Linked DNA regions of Mus musculus: region 2 is linked to region 1. The links are chromatin contacts, called in public HiChIP or PLAC-seq maps. All regions are on one chromosome and are shown on one strand. The core of a region is the stretch at or near the end of the contact, and the rest is flanking DNA. Distances in the headings are between cores, read along the strand shown. Region 1 holds the start of Nasp (nuclear autoantigenic sperm protein (histone-binding)). Region 2 holds the start of Tesk2 (testis-specific kinase 2).

Region 1 (5,465 bases), core at 1,016-3,515:
AGCACTTGGGAGGCAGAGGCAGGAGGATTTCTGAGTTTGAGGCCAGCATGGTCCACACAATGAGTTCTAGGACAGCCAGGGCTACACAGAGAAACCCTGTCTCTAAAAAAAAACAAAAACAAAAACAAAAAAAGGCTGAAGGTTGTGGTATACTCCTTTAATCCCAGCACTTGGGAGGCCAAGGCAGCCAGGACTACACAGAAAAACAAAAAACACAGTTTGGAAATCTGAGGAGATGCTAGGCATTCCCAAACTGTAAAGTACTGGAAGGAAAGGGATCCCCAACGTAATACAAGCAGCTGTTCAGAAAGCACCAGAAATGGAGTTTCTACCGAATTCCTAAACTTAATCTACTCTGGCCCTAAAAATATCAATGAAGAGGACCTAGGAAAGTGGAATCTGAGGGTAAAACTGCACTTTCCCAAATGGTTGAGTGGTTAGAGACCCACTGATTTTCAAGAACCCACTAGGAAAGGAACCAAAAGGTGATAGGGTAAACTGTACGGAGTGAAACGTCATCTAAAACATAAACCTATAGAAAAACCAATCAAATATCTCACAGACACCTTTACTTTTACCCAAGGCAAAACTTGGTTAAAAAAAAAAAAAATGCTCAAGGGACAGAAAAAAATAGAATCCAGGACCTAAAAAAGGCAAGGTAAACTGGAAAATCGAACCTGTATGGAAAATAACTTCTTTCCTCGAACTGATGAATGCTTCTGTGCATATGGGAGAGATCAAGTTAGATTAGCACTTTAAAGCTCTCAAATCAAGCATTCCTCCTTTGGGGTCCTTTCGCTTAGCAAACTCATCTAGCAAGTAAACACTAGACTGATAGCTACATACAGCCTTTACCGAAGACACTACGCAAGTAAAGTGTCCCTTGAAGCAACAAAATCCCCGTCCCACATACCGAAAACCTAACGAATCAAGACACTTCTCCGCAAAGGTTAAGAGTTACAAAGCTTCAGTCCCGTAGCCACCCTCAAGATTACTGTAAACCTGGTAGTGAGTATATAATAAAATTCATTGCGCCCCACCGACCCGGCAAAAGCAGCATCCACTCCAAACAATGGAGTTTTCCCGCCTCCTACAGGCCCCGCCCACTCCTAAGAGCCAAAACTACGACGATCAGCGTGCAAAGCCCCGCCCTCTGAGAGGCCCCACCCACCCGCGTCCCCTGTTCCAAGCCTCCATCCTCGTGTGGGTTTTTTTTTTTTTTTTTTTTTTTTGGCGCCAAATCTGTTGGCCAATTTCTCGGTACGTCTACAGACTCTCTACAGAGACGCACCCTAGGAGTGCGCGATCAGGAGGGGCTCAAGGACCGACTGGAGCCGGGCCCCGCCTACCTACCGGCAACCTCGGGCAAGGGGTGGAAAAAAGGGGCCGGCGATGGAGCCAGCCACCGCTGCCCCCGGCAAGATGGCGGCCGTGAAAAGCCGGGCAGGGGGCGCCAGCCACCCGCCGTTACCGCTGGCGCGCCAGCTCTTCGCAAGTAGGGCTTCTCCACAGAGCAACCCTCTCCGCACGGCCGCCGTTGTTCCGGGGAAGGCAGCTGTCCCACCCACCAGCCCGTCCCGCCCGGGAAGCCAAGTCCCCGGACTCTCCCTGAGGACTGGCCTCAAGCTCGCCACAGTCCCGCTTACTTGTCAGCGGAAACCAGCTCCGCGGCGATGGCAGCAGCGGCTGTAGACTCTGTGGCCATCGTTCCCCTGAGGTGGTGGGCCAGTGGGCAGAACACTGCCTGCGAAGAAAACCAGAGAATTCCGGACAGCAGAGACTCACTCAGGTAGAGAAAATGGCAGATTGGAGACCCCGCGCGGTTGAGGCCCTCTTATATACCAGGTCCCTTGTCCCGCCCATCCACTTCCGGATCCTCCCCCCTCGGATTTAAAGGACTAGGACTCAACACCTTTCTGTCACAAGGACACAGCCCTGTATCCCTTCCCGTTTGGGTATCTTCCCGCCCTAGCCCGTTTTTCCTTAAAAAAAGAAAAAAAGAAAAAGAAAGTAAGATAGAAAGGAAAAAGAAAACAAAAATCAAACAATTTCCTGCTTCTGTGGCTAGTCGTGATAGAAGCAAAATCTCAGTACTACAACTTCTGAATGGGAGCCAGCCTAGAGATTCCACAATTAAGTGGAGCCAGTGAGTCTCTGCGACTGTGGAAAAAGTAGTCCCGAAGGTGTCTTTCTGACGGGGATACCCGAGAAGGTGACAGGTATTCCCTATGTCCTCTCAGTCTTAACGGATGGAAACGCAAGAGCTGAGCACGAGTACAGCAGCAACGGCTAGAACTGACCAGACAGACGCGTGGCTCTGGGCCTCAGCAACTACTGACGAAACAAGATGCTGCTCTAGGATTGGCTACAGATAAAACTATCGCGCTTGATTCAAAACTCTTAGAGGGGCAAAGGGATGCGGGTGTTTAGATCCACCGCCTTTGACTGATCCAATCCGTTGCTGCCATCATCTTACTTTACCCACGTCCAAGTTGTTAAGTTAAATCCTGTACTTAAAACACTTTAAATATTTTAGCTGTCTCTCTTTTTTTTTCTTTCATATATATTAGGTAGGGACTTACAGTCTATCCCTGGCTAGCCTGAAACTTGCTATTTAGACCCACTGATCTCTAACCCACAGACATCTGCCTGCCTGTGATTGCGAGGGCTGGGATTACAGGTGAGCAGCACCACACACGCCTTCTTTTACAACCTTTTGTAACTCCAGTTCAAGGGCATTCAATCAATGCCTTCCTGTGACCACCAGAGCCACTAGGCACACACATGGTACACATTTATGTATGCAGATACACTCATACACATTAAATAAAAGTAAATGTGGCTGGAAAATTCGCTAGGAGGTTAGGAGCACTTGTTATTCTTGCAAAGGATCCTGTTTCAATTCCCAGCACCCACAAGGCGCCTCACCACTTCGTTAAGCTCCAGGCATGCATATGGTGCACAGACATGGATGTAGGTAAAGCATTTATTCACACAAAATGAAAAAAAAAAAAAAGAACTAAAAATGGATAAATAGAAATAAGTGGGTTCCTTTAAAAAATAACTTGGGGGGGGCTGGTGAGATGGCTCAGTGGGTAAGAGCACCCGACTGCTCTTCCAAAGGTCTGAAGTTCAAATCCCAGCAACCACATGGTGGCTCACAACCATCTGTAACAAGATCTGACGCCCTCTTCTGGAGTGTCTGAAGACAGCTACAGTGTACTTACATATAATAAATAAATAAATCTTAAAAAAAAAATAACTTGGGTATGATGGCACACACCTTTATAATTTATTTAGTTGTATTTCATGTACATTGGTATCTTGTCTGCATGTATGTCTGTGTAAGGGTGTCTGAACCCTTGGAACAAGAACTACAGATAGTTTGTTCCTCTCCAAGAATAGCCAGTGCTCTTTAACCGGTGAGCCATCTCTCCAGTCCTAGCACACACCTTTAATCTCAGCACTCAGGAGGCAGACTGGTCTCCCTGGATTTGAACCCAGAATGTTTTACAGAGCTAGTTCTAAGACAGCACACCTGTTTCAGCACTCCAAAGGCAGAAGCTGTTGAGGCAACCTAATCTATGTAAGGAATTCCAACACAGCCAAGGCTTCATAGTGAGATCTTGTTTCCAAAAAAAAAAAAAAATTTTGTCCGGCAGTGGTGGCACATGCCTTTAGTCCCAGCACTTGGGAGTTCGAAGCCAGCCTGGTCTACAGAGTGAGTTCCAGGACAGCCAGGGCCACACAGAGAAACCCCTGTCTCAGAAAAACAAAACAAAACAACAACAACAAAAAAAAACCCACAAACTTTGATCTTTTAAATTATGTATACAAATATAGATTTGTGATTGTGAGTTGAAATAGAGGTAAGAGAAATTGATTCCCCTAGAGCTGGGATTACAGGTAGTTGTGAACCTTTAGATATAAGTGCTAGGAACCAAACTCCAGTCCTTCGGAAGTTACAAGTGTTCTTAACTGATGACCCACCTTTCCAGCAACTGGTGTTACATGTTTTAGTTAACTGCCAGATCTTTAATTTTCCTTTGAGATTTGTTTGTTTGTTAATGTTAAATAGGATGAGATATTTGAGTCACGAATTTAACAAAAAATTAAGGCAGGGCAGTGGTGGCACATGCCTTTAGTCCTAGTATTTGGGAGACAGGAGGATCATTGAGTTCAAGGCCAGCCTAGTCTAAAGAGCAAGTTCCTGGGGGCTGGTGAGATGGCTCAGTGGCTAAGAGCACCCGACTGCTCCTCCGAAGGTCCGGAGTTCAAATCCCAGCAACCACATGGTGGCTCACAACCATCCGTAAGGAGATCTGACTCCCTCTTCTGGAGTGTTTGAAGACAGCTACAGTGTACTTACATATAATTAATTAATAAATAAATAAATAAATAAATAAATAAAAAAGAGCAAGTTCCCAGGACAGCTAGGGCTACACAGAGAAATGCTGTCCAAAAAAAAAAAAAAAAAAAAACCCAACAACATTTAATTGACTTTTTAAAAAAAAATATTTATTTATTTTATGTATATGAGTACACTGTAATTGTCTTCAGCCACACCAGAAGAGGGCATAAGATCCCATTACAGGGCTGGTGAGATGGCTCAGTGGGTAAGAGCACCCAACTGCTCTTCCGAAGGTCTGGAGTTCAAATCCCAGCAACCACATGGTGACTCACAACCATCTGTAACAAGATCTGACGCCCTCTTCTGGAGTGTCTGAAGACAGCTACAGTGTACTTACATATAATAAATAAATAAATCTTAAAAAAAAAAAAAAAGATCCCATTACAGACCAGGACAGAGGACCTGAATTTAATCCCTTGATCCCATGAAATGTCAAGGGAGAACAGCCAAGAATTGTCCTCTGACTTCCATACCATTTTACCACTGAGCTCCATCTCTGCCCTGACTTGCTTTGTTTTAATTCCTTAATACAAGAGGAAGCTGTAGAATCATTTAGAACCACAAGCTAGGAATAAGGGAATAGCTCAATGGTAGAATACTTGTATTGTTTGCTCAGAACTTGGGTTTAATGCCCCGCACCACAAAGAAAAACAAAGCAACCCAGGTATAGTTACAGAAATGAATTGGAGGAGTAAAAAGAGGGTAGAGAAAGACATAGGAGCCCAAGCTGTTCTAGACTCAGGAATCTTCCTCCTTGGCTTTCCAAGCAGTGGGTATCCAACATGCCTGGTTTAAGATTGGTTCCTTGTCATACTGGAACCTTTAATCCCAGCACTCAGGTGGCTAGGCAGGGGGAGTCTAAACTCAAGGCCAGGGTGGTCTACATAGTGAGATCTGGGTTAGCCAAGGATATATAGTGAGGCTATCAAGGGAGAGGGGGAGGGGAAGGGAGAGAGGATTCCTTCCTCTTTCCTAGCCAATAGAATTCCTTTTCAAGCCGCTTTACTTGTTTCCTAGGTTGTGTCAGGGTTTAGATATAAAATGTCCCTGTGCT
Region 2 (5,465 bases), core at 743-3,242, 93 kb after region 1:
ACACCCCAGGTATTATAGGTATGTAGACCATACCTGGCTTGTTTGTGTACATTCATGCTACCGAGTACATGTTGGGATTAGGAGGCAGCTCTGGTGTTGGTCTTTGCCTCCCACCTTCCAGGAGTGCTGGGATGACAGACTCTTCCTCAGGTTTGCACGGTAACTACTTGAACCCTTGGTGTTGTTGTTTTTCCTCCTTCCTCTATTTAATAGTTTTTATTTTGAGGCCAGGTATCAAGTGTCCCAGGCTGGTCTAGACTCCATATCTAGCTGAGGATGACCTTGAACTCCTGAAATCCTGCCTCCACTTTCTGAATGGTGATTTGATAGGAGTGTGACACCACATCTGGGCGCCGTGCATACTAACACTGCCAAATGGACTGCATCTCCAGCCCCAAATTTAAAAAATTTTTGTTATTTAGATCCACATTTAACACAAGCCTTTTCGCCAAGCCTCTCTCTGTCTTTCACTGGGCAGATAATTTATCTGGCATGGTGGCATTAGCTCCGATTGCTACCAGTAGTATTTATCAACTGTTTGTATCAAGCTCTATGGGAGACACACTTGCAAGGGTGCCAAATCTTTCAACAGAAATGTTAAAGGACAACGGTGGAACAGTGGGTCTGAACTGCCACCAGGTGGCAGCACATAATTTATGTCAGAAAGATCCTGAACAGGCCAAGAGAACTGTGCCTGAGTACCTCCCTTCAGAGATTCTGTGAGCTAATTACTCTTCCTCAAACAATTCCCTGTTTAGGTTATGCTTCTGTTCAAGGATAAATCACACAGCATTTAAAATAAAAAGATAATTTTATTATTTAAACTCCACTCATGTTCAGCCTCTTGCAATTTTATTTCCTACTATACATTTTCATAAACTCAGCTGTCAGTAGCACTACATTCCATTGGTGTTATTATTTTCAGTGCTGGGAATTGAACCCTGGACCACATGGTACATTACCATTGCTTTCTGCCCCTAGTATTTATTTATTTATTTATTTTTTTTTGTTATTCGAGACAGGGTTTCTCTGTGCAGCCCTGGCTGTCTTGGAACTCACTCGGTAGACCAGGCTGGCCTCGAACTCAGAAATCCGCCTGCCTCTGCCTCCTGAGTGCTGGGATTAAAGGCGTGCGCCACCATGCTCGGCTCCTAGACATATTTTAATTATGTCTCACATGCTAAAGATTTCTGAAGGGAGGCCCCTAAACCGTTGGGAGTAAGACCTATATCCCACTGCTCTTATTCTTCTTTAGCAGTCTGTTCAGCTATAAAATTATGAACCCTTGAGATCCATGGCTATGGAAAGTGTGAGGAAATCTGTACCTGATGAACAGTTGGGTAGAATTGTTATTCCCTTCGAAGATCTTTCATATCTCTCCTTTCCATCTAGCTGGTGATACCAATCCTCTAAGCCTTCCCTGAATTCAATCTCTCCCTTTGGCATTTCGTTTAAGTTATACTTACTGCTCTTTCTCAAGTTGTTAGGAATTATGTGCTAATTTTAGCTTGTCAATATACTGCGTTCCTGCAGGACACTGCATTCGATCCAGCAGAACACCTTATTCAAAAGCCGCGCCAGTTTAGTGCTTGTTTAATTGGCTTAATTAATTTACCATTCGCTTCTGTTTGGGGGGGTTTGATTGGTCTCTCTTGTGTCCCGCCCTCTGAGACTCTTTAGACTAGGTTTTCCCCAAGGTGAATTCTCTCCGGTTCCGCTTTTTCAACACACTGTCCCCTCTGTTTTTAACTCCACTCTCTTCCTATTGGTTCCCTTCATCTTCTAAGAGTTGGCGCCGAGCGTTGCTGATTGGCTTTTCTGTACGCCCATTGTGCCCACCCTCGTACCACGTGGCATTCCTAACGTTAATTGGGCAACTCTATTAGCTCGTTTGTCAAAGGTTGACGATTGATTGGCTGCTCTGAGGGAGGCCTGAGGAGGGGGCGGAGCTCACGGGGCCCCGCCCCCAGCCCCCTGCCCCCCAGGCGTTTCAGACACTCACCGGCGGGGAGCCGAGAGTTTCCAGCTGCCTTCTCAGTCCCAGCGGTGATCCGCCTCCGGGCCCCGCCGAGTAGGCGGGGGAAAGCAGCTCAGACCGCAAGGCCATGGCAGTAGCCTCCAGCTCCTGCGCCGCCGCTGGCCCTGAGCAATCTCCGGCTTCTGCCCAAGGGACCCTCACCTCCTCCGCAGGCTAAACAGCCGCGGCCGGGAGCTGCTATGCTCGCTCTGGGCCGCTGCCTCCCTTACCCTCTGGCCGGCGCAGACGCCCCCTCCGCGGCTCAGTTGTGCCTCAGGTAACGTCGGGAGAGTGCCTGGGGACCAAGGCTCGGCATCCCTGCCCTGCGCGCAGCTTGGCTCATGGGTCGCTGAGCACTGGACAATCCGGTGCTGTACTTGAGATTCTCAAAGAAGCGGGGACTGTCTCTTGCCCCTCTCCCCCTTTCCTTCTCAGTTCCCTCCGGGTCCCGGGACAGTCCCCACCTCGTCTCAGGGGTCAAGAACCCATTGGACGTTATACTCAAAAGGGTTGTTTGTGTCTGACCTTCCTCACTTGTGAAGTTGTGGAATCCTTCACGTCCCGTTCCCCTACTGAGTGTGCCTCACTAGTCTCCGAGCCCCCTTCTCCCTCTGAGATCTGGATTCCCTCCGAAACGTGCTCATCTCTCCTAACCACCCTGACTCCTATCCTAAGAGACTTCTCTCCTTTTTATTCACGTTCTTACCCTTCATTTTGAAGAAGACTCTTATCTAAACTACGATTCTGATTTAGTTGGAAATAAAAGCCAGATTAGTCCAATTGAAAAACCTTTTAATTTAAACCTCTGAGAAAAACTTGTTAAAGAATTTGGACTTTATTTGTAGGCATACGGAGCCATTGAAGGTTGTAAGCAGGAGTTTGATATGGATTATCTCTGGAAAATGTGAAAGAAAGATTGAAAGTAAGACCGGAGGGCAGAAGGCCCAGGTAGTCAGGAGGCTGCTGTGTTTTGTGCGTGAGAAGAGGATGAATGGACTGGAATAGTTGTGGAAAATGAAGAGAATGGCATGAAATTCCAAGAATTTTAGAATAGAATTTAGAGGGTTTTTTGCTTTCTGCTTTTCTACATAAGGGCTTTCTCATTGGTTTATGGTATTGGGTTGGTGGTGCTAACAATGTAAAGAAGTAGATCTGAAGAATGATAAGTTGGGTTGTGGACAAGTTCAACCCGAGTTTTTCAAATAGAGGTGGAAAGTTGCTCATAGAACTGATTAAGTTAGGCTCTAAAGACATAAATTGGAATTAAATAGGAATACTTGAAACCTTAGCACCCCCTCGTAGTACTCCAGAAAGCGGAGAATTGGGCTGTGGACAGAGGCAGCATTGCTGAGGATAACAGACACTGAAGAGAGCTAGAACACTGTGGCAGTATCACAGAAGCCAAAGACAGTCTCCAGAAGGGAGGGGGATACCAGGCGCTTCCCAGGTCAAGCAGCAGGAGAGTGTGAAGCCACGAGTCTGGCAATTAGGAAGTGACTTGTTTTCTTTCAAAGGCAGTTTTGATAATCTGGTGGTTGTAATGCAGTGGTCAGCCCACGGATTTAGGAGTAAGTGGAAGGCAGGCGGCAGTGAGCAGCACATCTGCCTTCTTTCTCTCTTTTTCTGCTTGTTTGAGGGTAGGCCAGCCGGGAATTATGCGTGTTATCACACTAGACTGGTCTTATTTTTATTGTGATCAGTTATCTGTAGATAAATCAGCTTTCTCTGGAGGTTGACGGAACTGCGGTGAGTTTCTGACATGAGCGTTATAGCCATGGGAATCATCAGTGGGAAATAGCAAGGGTTTGTTGTTTTTAGGTTTATTTTTATTTTATGTGATGAGTGCTTCTTCTGTTGGTTTGGTTTCAGACAGAATCTCGCAGTGTAGCCCTGACTGATTTGGAACTCACTATGTGGATCATGCTGTATGGTGTGTAAGTGTGTGCCTGTGTGTATGTTTGTGCACATGTGTGAAGGTGCCCTCAGAGATCAGAAAAGGGTGTCAGACCCTTGGAACTGGAGTGATGATTGTTGTGGCTGCCACGTGGGTGTTAGGACTCGAACCTGGGTTCTCTAGAAGAGTAACAAGTGCTTTAAACCACTGAGCCATCTCTACCACCAAGGGTAAGGATCCTTCCTTCCTTCCTTCCTTCCTCTCTCTCTTTCCTTTCCTTTCTTCCTTCCTTTCCTTCTTCTTCTATTCAGATCCACCCGCCTCTGCTAGAATTAAAAGGTTGTGCCACCATCAGATTTTACATTTTCCTCAACACCCTACAAACAGGCAGACAAAAACCAAAATAAAGCAAACCCCAAAAGATTGGGTTGACCCAGAACTGGAATTTGCAAAGCAGAAATATAAAATGGGAGCCACTTTTCAGACTGCGAATGATACTGTGGGCCTATGATTAACTGCACAGTCTGAATTAGAAGTTATAAGAAGTAAAATCTGGGGTTGAAGAGGTGGCTTAGCTTTTAAGAGCATTGGTCTTTCTCCCAGGGGACACAGATTCAGTTCCCAGTGACTATATGCAACTGTGTGTAACTCCAGTTCTGGGGGAGGCAACACCTGTTCAGGCTTCCTTAGGCGATGCATGCATATAACACACAGACATATAGATAAGACACTCATGCATACAAAATAAAAAATTTTAAAAAATCTTTAAGAAAGCTAGTAAGATGGAGAATGAGGAGATAAGCAGAATTGTGATTGAAGAGTGGGTTTTGTAAGAATACATGATTGGAAAAATTCAGAGTTCTTTCCAAGGCTGAGGAAGAAAAAAAGGTGTAACTGTCTCAGTACTGTTGAAGGGAAGTGGAGCTATATAGGTCATTACAATAGTTCAGCAGCGTTAAGGGCTGTGTTGACTATGTCATCTGTATAGATGTAATAACTACCCAATATGATGGCAGGAGATGGAACACAGGAGATATTATAGATGGGGCCTATCATCAACAAGGAGGGACTCACATGTTAGAAACTAGTGATCAATGGTACAGATTGTGTCTAAACAGTGAGGTTCTCAGACATCTGGGTGATTTCAATGCATGATACGTTATTCTTTTATAGAGATAAATGTTTGGGATGGTTCCTCAAACCCTGTCCTGTGTGGTTTGGCATATGAAGGTCTTAATTCTGGTTTAGACATGTACATGCCGGGAAGCTAATAACCTGCTCTCTCAGGCACTGCAGTGGCGCTTTCTACTTACAGTTAATTATAAGAAGAAAATTGTTCCCTGGCTTATTTAGAGTAGAAAGGGGCTCATTTTTAAAACTGTTCTTCCCCCTATATTAAAGTGGTTATAAATACATTGTTAATATCATACACTGAATGTTTTATTAGAGTTTGAAATCTTGGATAAGGACTTTTATGCGAGTTTTTTTCTCTTTCTGGTAACTGGAGCCTAATTAGTACATTGTTCATGTGGGTGATGGTGAATGTTTTGGCCC

The links. HiChIP or PLAC-seq counts read pairs in DNA pulled down with a chosen protein or histone mark.
Region 2: a contact with region 1 is called in an H3K27ac HiChIP or PLAC-seq map of microglia, with 7 times the contacts expected there. The contact joins the promoter of Tesk2 here to the promoter of Nasp in region 1. A contact is called at or near these places in 2 of 39 promoter capture datasets (embryonic stem cells and erythroid cells), 1 of 15 datasets of contacts at CTCF or cohesin (the NIH/3T3 cell line), 7 of 484 Hi-C or Micro-C datasets (cardiomyocytes, embryonic stem cells, forebrain and 4 more), 7 of 115 datasets of contacts at active chromatin or transcription factors (the 230-238 cell line, the SCID.adh cell line, embryonic stem cells and 2 more) and 3 of 9 other capture datasets (adipose tissue, liver and pancreatic islet).

The regions. Positions count from the first base shown.
Region 1 is chr4:116,625,686-116,631,150 of GRCm38.p6, forward strand. It overlaps Nasp (nuclear autoantigenic sperm protein (histone-binding)), which reads right to left and starts at 2,266. Exons shown (of 16, transcript NM_016777.3): 1 at 2,205-2,266; 2 at 1,647-1,744. The coding sequence starts at 1,705.
Region 2 is chr4:116,718,963-116,724,427 of GRCm38.p6, forward strand. It overlaps Tesk2 (testis-specific kinase 2), which reads left to right and starts at 1,993. Exons shown (of 11, transcript NM_146151.4): 1 at 1,993-2,294.